2 separate regions of the Triticum aestivum genome follow, and region 1 is linked to region 2. A link is a contact called in public Hi-C data. All regions are on one chromosome and are shown on one strand. Each heading gives the region's core, a stretch centred on a gene start, on an enhancer-like site or on the middle of the called end of the contact. The rest is flanking DNA. Distances are from core to core; before and after follow the strand shown.

What was found. A called contact is a pair of places that touch in the nucleus more often than the background predicts.
Region 1: a Hi-C map of an unstated tissue shows a contact between it and region 2, with 8 times the contacts expected there. The contact joins the promoter of LOC123061543 here to the promoter of LOC123061541 in region 2. A contact is called at or near these places in 2 of 5 Hi-C or Micro-C datasets (leaf and an unstated tissue).

Annotation. Positions count from the first base shown.
Region 1 is chr3A:437,329,003-437,334,048 of IWGSC CS RefSeq v2.1, forward strand. LOC123061543 (mitogen-activated protein kinase 10) reads left to right here and starts at 2,652. Exons shown (of 10, transcript XM_044484681.1): 1 at 2,652-3,086; 2 at 4,147-4,555. The coding sequence starts at 3,063.
Region 2 is chr3A:436,984,297-436,989,124 of IWGSC CS RefSeq v2.1, forward strand. LOC123061541 (pentatricopeptide repeat-containing protein At5g12100, mitochondrial) reads left to right here and starts at 1,615. Exons shown (of 7, transcript XM_044484679.1): 1 at 1,615-3,870; 2 at 3,994-4,053; 3 at 4,146-4,199; 4 at 4,293-4,373; 5 at 4,549-4,723. The coding sequence starts at 1,786. The coding sequence ends at 3,849. It also overlaps the pseudogene LOC123056923.

The sequences.
Region 1 (5,046 bases), core at 1,402-3,901, 350 kb after region 2:
GCCCAAAGTGTTTATAATTGATACCAATATAGCATGAATCATAGAAAAAATATCAATATATTTGAGACCTATCACAGTGTTGGTTCTTTTCCTTGGCCGTGTAGATGATGAAGAAATCAATAGTGTCTGGTCGTGAGGAAGTTGCTGCCGCTAGCGGTGGCTGGACCCTAATACAGATGTGTAGGCCTAGATCCTGTCGTGGTGCCCCTCGAGGCGGGATCGGTGGCTAGGATCATTTCACGAGGTGTGTGGGAGAACCAAGTGAATGTTCCTTGCTCCATGGATGATGCATGCGGGTGTCGCGTCCCTCCCGGGCACTGCTAAGGCAAACCTCCCTCCCCATGTCCATGCTCCCAATGAAAACTCATGCATGTGGTGACGAACGTCATGATGGTGGCGAGTGTCGTCGTTACGCTCAGGGGGAGGGGGGGCTCACTGGGGGAGTATATAATCTCCGAATGGCAGTGCGGTACACTCGTCGGGCTAGCATGGACTGTGACACCATGCATCTCGGGCTCCATCTTTTTGGCAGCCTTGTTTGTTCCTCTCATATACATGTGGCCCTATGGTCTGGGCTCTTGGTACCCTCTGCTCGCTGGCAAGATCGGTGGTCCTTGATACGAACTGAGAGGGCGGAAGGCCCTTTCCACGGCAGTTCATTGGGAAGGTGGTGATGGAGTGTGGCGGTTTCTTCTAGGAGCCACAATTTATTTGCGTTCGGTTCCCTCGGCTGCACCTTATTTTGCATTCATGCTGCTCATGTGCTCTTGCTTGGCGGCAAGCTAGCGGCGCCCTCTGGTGCATTTTTTGTGTATTGGTGTTGTTGCTTTTCGTGTTTTGTCTAATTATTATTTGACCAGTTAAGAGAGTTTCCTCAAAAACTTGTAATGTTTGATCATGCAATTTTATCTATAAAATGGTGTGTGAGCCTACTTCGAAAGATAAAGCGGGCCAAAGCCGGAGTTTAACTTATTCACACAACCAAACACATATGTAATATATTCCCTAGCATTTAACGCCCCCTTTGCTTCTAGAGCTAGTCTAACATCTAGCGGTCCTCTCTTCCTTTTGATTGTAGTCTGGTAGCTGATGCTGAATATGAAAGCTCCCGGTGGTGCTTACAAATAAGCCACATCAGAATTAACTTAATCAATCTCAAGGGAACGCTCATATTTTGAAATGGCAGTAGCAAACTATTCTTTCCCTGAACTAAGTCGTACAGTGGAACATTTTATTTATTTATAGAAAAGCATCACCATTGAGGATGCAACTTAAAGGGCACACTAATTAGTTGAAACTTCAATTCCAAAACAAATGCCCGCCACCTAATCCTCAGGCACCAGCAAATTATTAAGCTCCACTAACCTGTGGCTTAAGTGCTAATGTCACGGTCAGATACGTGCATTGCTAGGTTTAGTCTAGCCATAGCCAAGATACGCATATCACAGGAACAAGGGCAACACGTTGGTTGGCGTTCCTGAAAAGGGGAAGAAAAAAAAGGAGGGCAACACATTGGTTGTCCACCACGTTGTTTAGCCGGATGGAGGCCAACGGGGCCTCGAAAGTGAGGCGCAAGCTAAGAACCAAAATCAAAAGGGAGAAAGAAAGGCGTGGTACTAGAAGAAAGGAAGCAACCGTAGATTTTGTAAGGTTTATAATTATATCACACCATTTTATAATCATTTGCTAAACTATGCGTACAAATATTATTTGCAAAGTTGCTCACCGGCGACTATGGAAGTGATGTATGTATCGTACTCCCTTCGTTCGTTTTTATAAGGTAATTTAAACAACTGGTTTTGAACTGTTTAGAGCACTGTCTGAACAGACTTAAACATCTTACATAAGTAAATAGAGGGAGTAATTTTCTTAGTGTTTGGTGAAACATGACAATAATCTAGTGTCACTTTCAACTTTGTGTTTCAAAGATACCGTCTCTAAATTAGAATGAATTTTACTTATTTTGATTGAATTATCGGTGTGTATGCAGCCCTTTCATGTGAGTTCTAGCAAAGAGGGGTGCGTCGAGTCCGTTTCTCCTTCCCCGATCCTAGAAAACCGTTCGCATGTTACTTTCCCAGTGAGACCACAACCTATGAATTGGAGGAGAGTAATTAACCGCTAAGTATGGCGAGCTCCATGGTTATCCACGAGAGAAATGTTTAATGCCCTTTTCTTCTAAATAGGAGGGATTATATATATAGTAGTACGCAATAAATACCATGATATCGCATCCTAAAACACAGCAAACGGATAATAACACTGGCTCATCGGAGTGAGAATACAAACTAGTCCAAAAAATAGATTTTTGGAACCATAACAAATGGCCAAGGACCCGAGCATAAACTACCACTGATTATGAGAAGATACCAAAAGGGATTTGACATTTGGAAAGCCACCTCCATTTTCTCGTCGTCACCGACGGCCCACCGGTAAATCCACCGTATGCAAGCAGCAGGGCGCATCAGCATTAGATAAAAATGGGTCAGACGAGGCGAAGGAAGGAGGAGCAAACCTGAAGCGAGAAATGAAATGGGTTCCAACCAACCCCAGGCCACGCGACCCACGACAGGCGGCCAACCGGGGAGGGGCAATCTCGTCCGCCCGCGCACGGAAATCAAAGCAGGATTCCTCTCATTTCATTTCATGGCAACAAAAACAAGCCAGACACACTGCCTGCCTCCTCTCCTCTCCTCTCCACCCGTCCTCCTCCTCTCTCTCTCTTATTCCCCTCCCGGAGCGCGAGCGCAGACCAGGAGAGGAGGAACAGGAGAGAGAGAGAGAGGGAGCCCTAGCCCTGCCCCGGCGCCCCGTCGCTAGGGTTAGGGTCTCCCCCCCAGTTTCCCGCCCTCCCTTCGTCGCCTCGTCCCGTCTCACGATCCGCCCGCCGGCGCCCTGCGGCGTGTGCGCTTTTCGGCCTCGCCGGCCCGGCCCGGCGCCAGCAAATGCCGTGTGTCTGACCGTGGTGATTCGGAGGTGGGCTTGGTGTTGTTGTTGTCGTTGCCGCCCGTACGGCACAGGGGAACCGAGGAGATTCCGGGCGAGATCCGGTGAGCGGCGAGATGCAGCAGGATCAGCGCAAGAAGGTGGGCTCCTTCCCAGAGATCCCTAGCATTTTTGCGTGCGTGAATTCCGCTCCAGTCGAGCTGGTTGATGCAGCTCAGCTGCTCCTTTGCCTTGTTTTTTTTTTTATTATTTCGAGGCAATGCTTTGCCTTGTTTGGGGTCTCTGTCCGTTCAAGCCTTCGTTTTCCCTTTCTGTTCGGCACTGTTTCTTGTTTCTGTTCTGGGCATCACTCCCATAGATTTGACGTTCCGCCGCCGTATCACTATTCTCATTTCAGTGCCGTGTCAATCCGGATGTTTGAATTTATTTTTATTCCCACAAGGGTAGGTATTTTTTGGCAGTATTTTCGTTAGCCGTCCACGATCTTTTCCCTCTGTAACCTGAATCTCTAATATGATCATGTCGGTCCTTCTCGCTTTCATCTTCTTGTCCCATGCATTTTCCGCACTCCCGTCGCATCGCATTGAGTTATGCGGCAGTCTTGCTTCTATATTTGGGAAAAAAGGTGTAATTTGGCGCTCCTTTACTATAACAGTTCGCAATTCACATGCAAAAGTTGACCGCGTTCTGTGACCTCGAGAGGCTGCCCGCGCAAACACATTGTGGCCGTTGCTTTTCCTTGTCGGTGGGCAAAGCTGTTGGCTTTTCTTGTGGGGTTCTCTTCTCCCCGATCTGTGCACGAGCACTTGACTCACAAGTGGTGCGTGTCACGATTTCAGTTTCGCAACCAACGCTTCAAGATCTTTCTCCTCAAGAAAATTTCTTTGATCTACCTGCACAACAGTTGAATTTGGCATCTATTCCTTAATACTGGTTGTAGCTTCCCAATGATTAGTTATTTTACATGTCGTCCATTAAAAGTATCTGGAGATATGCCATCATTTTTGCGACCCACCACCTACCGTGCCATTTCTGCTTTTGCTTGACAGCGTGACATCAATTGTTTGTATATACGTATATGATTGCGAGAACTGATGGTCCATTGATCACTCAAGCTTCTTGTCGCCGGGAGCTTCTGACGAGCTTCCAGTGCTAGATTTGTGAAATGTATTTGACATGATATCTGCAATTCTTTTCCAGAGTTCCGCAGAGGCAGAGTTTTTTACGGAGTACGGCGACGCAAGTCGATACAAGATTCAGGAAATCGTTGGAAAGGGCAGCTACGGTGTCGTGTGCTCCGCAATAGATGTCCACACCGGAGAGAAAGTGGCGATAAAAAAGATACATGATATCTTTGAGCACATATCTGATGCTGCACGGATTCTCCGTGAGATCAAGCTTCTGAGGCTCTTAAGACATCCTGACATTGTTGAGATCAAGCATATTATGTTACCTCCATCGAGACGAGACTTCAAAGATATTTATGTCGTTTTTGAGCTCATGGAGTCTGATCTCCACCAGGTTATAAAGGCTAATGATGACTTGACAAAGGAGCATTACCAATTCTTTCTTTACCAATTACTCCGGGCTCTGAAGTACATTCACACTGGTAGGTAACATACCGATTTATCTTTCTCGAAGATCATATGTCGCTGGACCATACAGTAAATTTGCTCTGTGGTGAGCTTGTATCAGGTCACCACCTTCTAGTTAGATATACTAGCTAAATAAACCCGAACGCTTATAGTTGGTGCAGTATGTACGGTATTGTTAGCATATACAAATAATTTGCATATGGCATATATTAGATTAGCTGAAGTTCTTGAGTTCAAAGCAAAAAAAATCTGTACCAACTAGTGCCATACTGGTTGGGTAGGGAAGATAGGTGATAAACATATGGCCATCACCTGAATTCCAAATATGCTCAGAAACAGCAAATTATCTCAATCGTAGGCATTAGGGGGTGAACAACAGGATAGATTTTCTTTCATAGAGTGCGGGTTGTTTCCTCATGATTTAAAGATTTTATTACGCAATTTCCTGATAACTTACATATTTGCTGGTTCAAATGGTATACCTGTGTGGTGGTAGTCTTTTCAA
Region 2 (4,828 bases), core at 365-2,864:
GTTAAAGGTTATGACTAAGACCCGAAGACACAACAACTGATCACCCAACTTGCCGTAGCACTAGTGGCTGGGGGCAAATTCACCTTGCACAAGGGCATTACCCGTTTGAAAGGTCGGGTCTGGCTGGGCAACAACACGCATCTCCAACACCAAATCATGCATGCCTTGCATGATAGCACCGTAGGTGGCCACTTAGGCTTCCCGACCACATACAGAAGAATCAAGCATCTTTTCGCGTGGCCTGGGATGAAGCAGCACATCAAAGAGCATGTTCAGACCTGCCAAATATGTCAACAAGCCAAGCCAGATCATGCATAATATTCAGGACTCCTCCATCCTTTGTCGGTCGCCAAGCGTTGCTGGGACTTGGTGTCCATGGATTTCATCGGGGGATTGCCCCCGTCCAGGCAGTATAACTGCGTTTTCTCTAAATACGCCCACTTCATTCCAGTTAAGCACCCGTACACATCGCAAGTTATAGCCTAGTTATACATTGATCAAGTCTACAAACTCCACGGCCTGTCCTGAAGCTATCATTTTCGACAGAGATGCAGTTTTTACCAATAAGGTTTGGCAAGAGATCTTCAAGTTGCAAGGCATGGAATTGAAGATGATTTCATCCCACCATCCGCAAACCAATGGCCAAACGGAGCGTGTCCAATGTCTCGAAACCTACTTGCCCCGCTTTGTGCACAACACCCCCGCCAACTGGAGCAGATGGTTAGCTTTGGCTGAATTCTGGTACAACTCGACATACCATTCTACCCTCAACAAAGCACCGTTCTCGGTGGTTTACGACCAAGAACCACGACACCTGTGACTGCTTCCTGACCAAGCAACACCGGTTCCAGAGCTAAACAAATGGCTGGAGGAGCGTCAAGAAATGCAAGACCTCTTAAGGCAACATTTGCTCTGCGCAAAACAGATTATGAAAAGTCGGGCCAATAAGAAGCGACCCCACCAGGAATTTCAGGTTGGCGACCAGGTCTTCCTCAGGTTACAACCATACATTTAGACATTGTTTGCGCTCCCAGCCAACCACAAGCTCAGCTTCAAGTTCTTTGGACCGTATCCGGTGGTCCGACGGGTGAACGAGGTGACGTATGAGCTGGAGCTACCAGAAGGATGCTCGATCTTTCTAGTCCTCCATGTGTCGCAACTTCGCAAGGCTTTGCCCCCAGGTGCGAGCGCATCCTAATCTCTTCCATCACTTTCTAATGTTGTGAATGTTCCTGTGGAGATATTGGACAAACACTCGTGCCGCGGCTTGAACAAGATGTGGGAGCAAGGCCTGATTCGCTGGCAAGACAACCAAGCTACACTGGATACCTGGGAGGTCCTTGAAGATCTTCGCGTCGCTTCCCTACTACTGCGACTTGGGAACAAGTCGTGTGTGAAGAAAAAGAAGGTGTTGGCGACCACACTATACAAGGGCAGACAGAAGGAAGAGCTACACCAGGCTGGCCCGAGAGAGAGAGAGGATGTTCACTGGGCCCAATGGGTCTCCTACATGCCACAAGTTCACTGGGGCCAATGGGTCTCCTACATGCCACAAGTTCACTGGGCCCAATGGGTCTCCTACATGTTCAGCCCAAATGAACCCGTAGGTGAGGGCATCCCGGCTAAGGGATCGGGCATCGGCGGCGGCAGGCGTGTGTGTTCCTCTGTATCGAGCTGCGCTCGCGATCCTCTTCTTCCCCTTCCCCAAGTTGTACTCGAATCAAGTCTGTAATCGCCATAGATCGAAGAGGGAGAACCAGAGAGTGCCTCACAGACGGAGAAGAAATGTCTCGCTTCCTCCTGCGCCGCTTCCTCTGCTCCTCTTCCTCCACCACTCCCGCAGCTGGCGCAGGTTTCATCCGCGAGCTCGCCACCCTCCTCGCCGCTGGCCGCTTCTACGCCTCCGTCGACCTGGCGAAATCACTCCTCCTCTCCTCCCAGCCACCAGCCACCTCCGTCCCCGACCTCTATCACGCCCTTGTCTCCACCGCTGCCGCCTCCCTATTCGACCCGCATCCCCCATCCTTCCTCTCCGACGCCGCCTCCGCGCTCGTCGTTGCCTCCGCTCGGCTTGGCCTCCCCGACGGCGCACTCCGGCTACTTTCCCTCCTCGCCGACGCCCGCGCAACTCTGCCGTCCCTATCCTCCTGCAACCTCCTCCTTGAGTCCCTCCTCTCCCTCGGCCGCCACGCCGACGTGCGCCGGGCGTTCGACCTCCTAAATGCCGCCGGGGCACGCCCCGACACCTTCACATGGAACAAGGCCATCCAGGCGTGCGTCGTGGCAGGTGATGTCGACGAGGCTGTCCGGATGCTTCGTCGGATGGATTGTGAAGGCCACGGCGCCCCAGCGCCCAACGCCTTCTCATACAATGTGGTCATCGCTGGACTGTGGAGAGCAGGAAGGGGTAGTGACGCTGTTGAGGTGTTTGATGAAATGGGAGAGAGGGCTGTGTTGCCAAGTCATATCACGTACAATACGATGATTGATGGACACATCAAGATAGGGGACTTGGAGGCTGGTTTTAGGCTGCGGGATCAGATGTTGCATCATGGCCTGAAGCCGAATATGATCACTTACAATGTGCTGTTGTCAGGGCTGTGCCGTGCTGGCAGGATAGGCGAGACGGCCACAGTGTTGCATGAAATGATGTCACGAAAGATGGTTCCGGACTGTTTCACATATAGCATTCTGTTCGATGGTTATTCCAGAGTTGGAGACTCGCAGGCAATGCTTTCCTTGTTTGAGGAGTCTGTGAAGAAGGGTGTGAAGATTGGGGCTTATACTTTTAGTATTTTGCTGAATGGTCTTTGCAACGATGGCAAAATTTCAAAGGCAGAAGAGGTACTGCAGACGTTTGTAAATGCAGGACAACTCCCAACAAGGGTTATCTACAACACTCTTATCAATGGGTATTGTCAGATTGGAGAGCTTGAAGGGGCCTTCTCAACCTTTCAGCAGATGAAATCACGCCTTGTTAGTCCAGATCACATCACCTATAATGCACTAATAAACGGTTTGGGTAAGGCTGAAAGGATCACAGAAGCACATGCTTTGGTCACAGAGATGGAGAAGAATGGAGTGAGTCCTAGTGTGGAAACTTTCAATACGCTTATTGATGCATATGGAAGGGATGGGCAGCTTGAAAAATGTTTCGTTCTACTTTCTGATATGCGAGAGAAGGGGCTAAAGCCAAATGTGGTCTCCTATGGTTCAATTGTCAATACCTTTTGCAAGAATGGGAAAATCCCGGAAGCAGTAGCTATTTTGGATGATATGTTCCATAAAGATGTTTTACCAGGTGCACAGGTGTACAATGCGATCATAGATGCATATATAGACTGTGATGCCACTGAACAGGCTTTTACTCTAGCTGAAAAGATGAAGACTAGTGGGGTACCTCCAAGTATAGTTACATGCAATTTGCTGATAAAAGGCCTTTGCAAGCAGTCTCGGATATCTGAAGCAGAGGAACTAATTCACAGCTTAAGAAATCATGGATTAACTCCTGATGTTGTCGGCTATAATACTCTAATATCAGCATGCTGCTACAGGAGCAACACTGATAGAGCTTTGGAGCTTCAGAAAGAAATGTGCAAGTGTGGCATCAAACCTTCATCGAGAACATATTGTATTCTTCTGAGTGCATTGGGTGGTGCAAGAAGAATACATGAGATGGAAAATCTGTATAAAGAAATGTTGGACAAGGATGTTGTTCCTTGCAGTCGCATTTATGATATCATGGTTGAGGCCTATGTGAAATGTGGGGATGAATCTAAGGTAGAAGCTCTGAGGAAGGATTTCTCGGAAAAGGGGATATCAATTGATTATGACACATCCGTGACTTAGTGTGAGTTGAATACAAGTATAGTGAGTCCAATTTCAAAACGTTGAATTTGTTGCTCAGCAACCCAATTATCAGAAGTATTTCTTTTGTTTACCTAGTGAATCTTCAGAATGAATAGCCATTGATTACACATACAACGTCAACAGGCTGTTGCAGTTTCTCCGACTGCGAAATCATTAGCTGCCTATCCCAGGTCTCCTTTCCAAGTATGTCATACCCCTGGCACTTGCATTCTGTACAAATACACTCTTATTTTCATCAAAATGGCCTAATATTTCAAATTAACTGACTTTGTTAGCTGAGAACTCCGAAGATTGTGAATGCTCCGAATGGGGAGGTAAAATCACCACCAGTAAGCGAAAAGAACATTACCAAATAGATGAATTATAATTCAAAAAGTAACTGCTATAACAAATAAATTTTCTATATTAATACCTTTGTGCAGGATGTAACCCCCATCTCACTGAATCTCAAAGAACTTGAGGCTGAGGAGAAGCCTCAAAAATCACTTAACGAGAAGCAACAGGTGTGCTACTTGTTGACTACACCTTTGTTTGTTTAATCTTTCCGAGTTATATACCTTTTTTTTCTTCTTTGACCCTGAAATTGTATCATTTATGTTTCTAATGAGATTTCTTTTTCATCATAAATATTTTTTTGTTAACATCATATATGTATGTATATTTGAATTTATGCTCCAGGAAAACCAAGACCTGCTAATCAAGTGTGTATCACAAGATTTGGGATTCTCCAGTGGTAGGGCTATTGCAGCTTGCGTTATATACAGGTGTCTTCTGCACTGGAGATCATTTGAAGTTGAAAGAACTGGTGTTTTTGACCGTGTTATTCAAACGATAGGCTCTGCTATAGAGGTAGGTAATACCTATCGCTTGTTTTTTTGAGAACCATTCTTTCTGGGAGAAATACTCATATTTTGTTTAGTTTGATTTAATGAACTGATATCTTAGGCCTTCATGATAG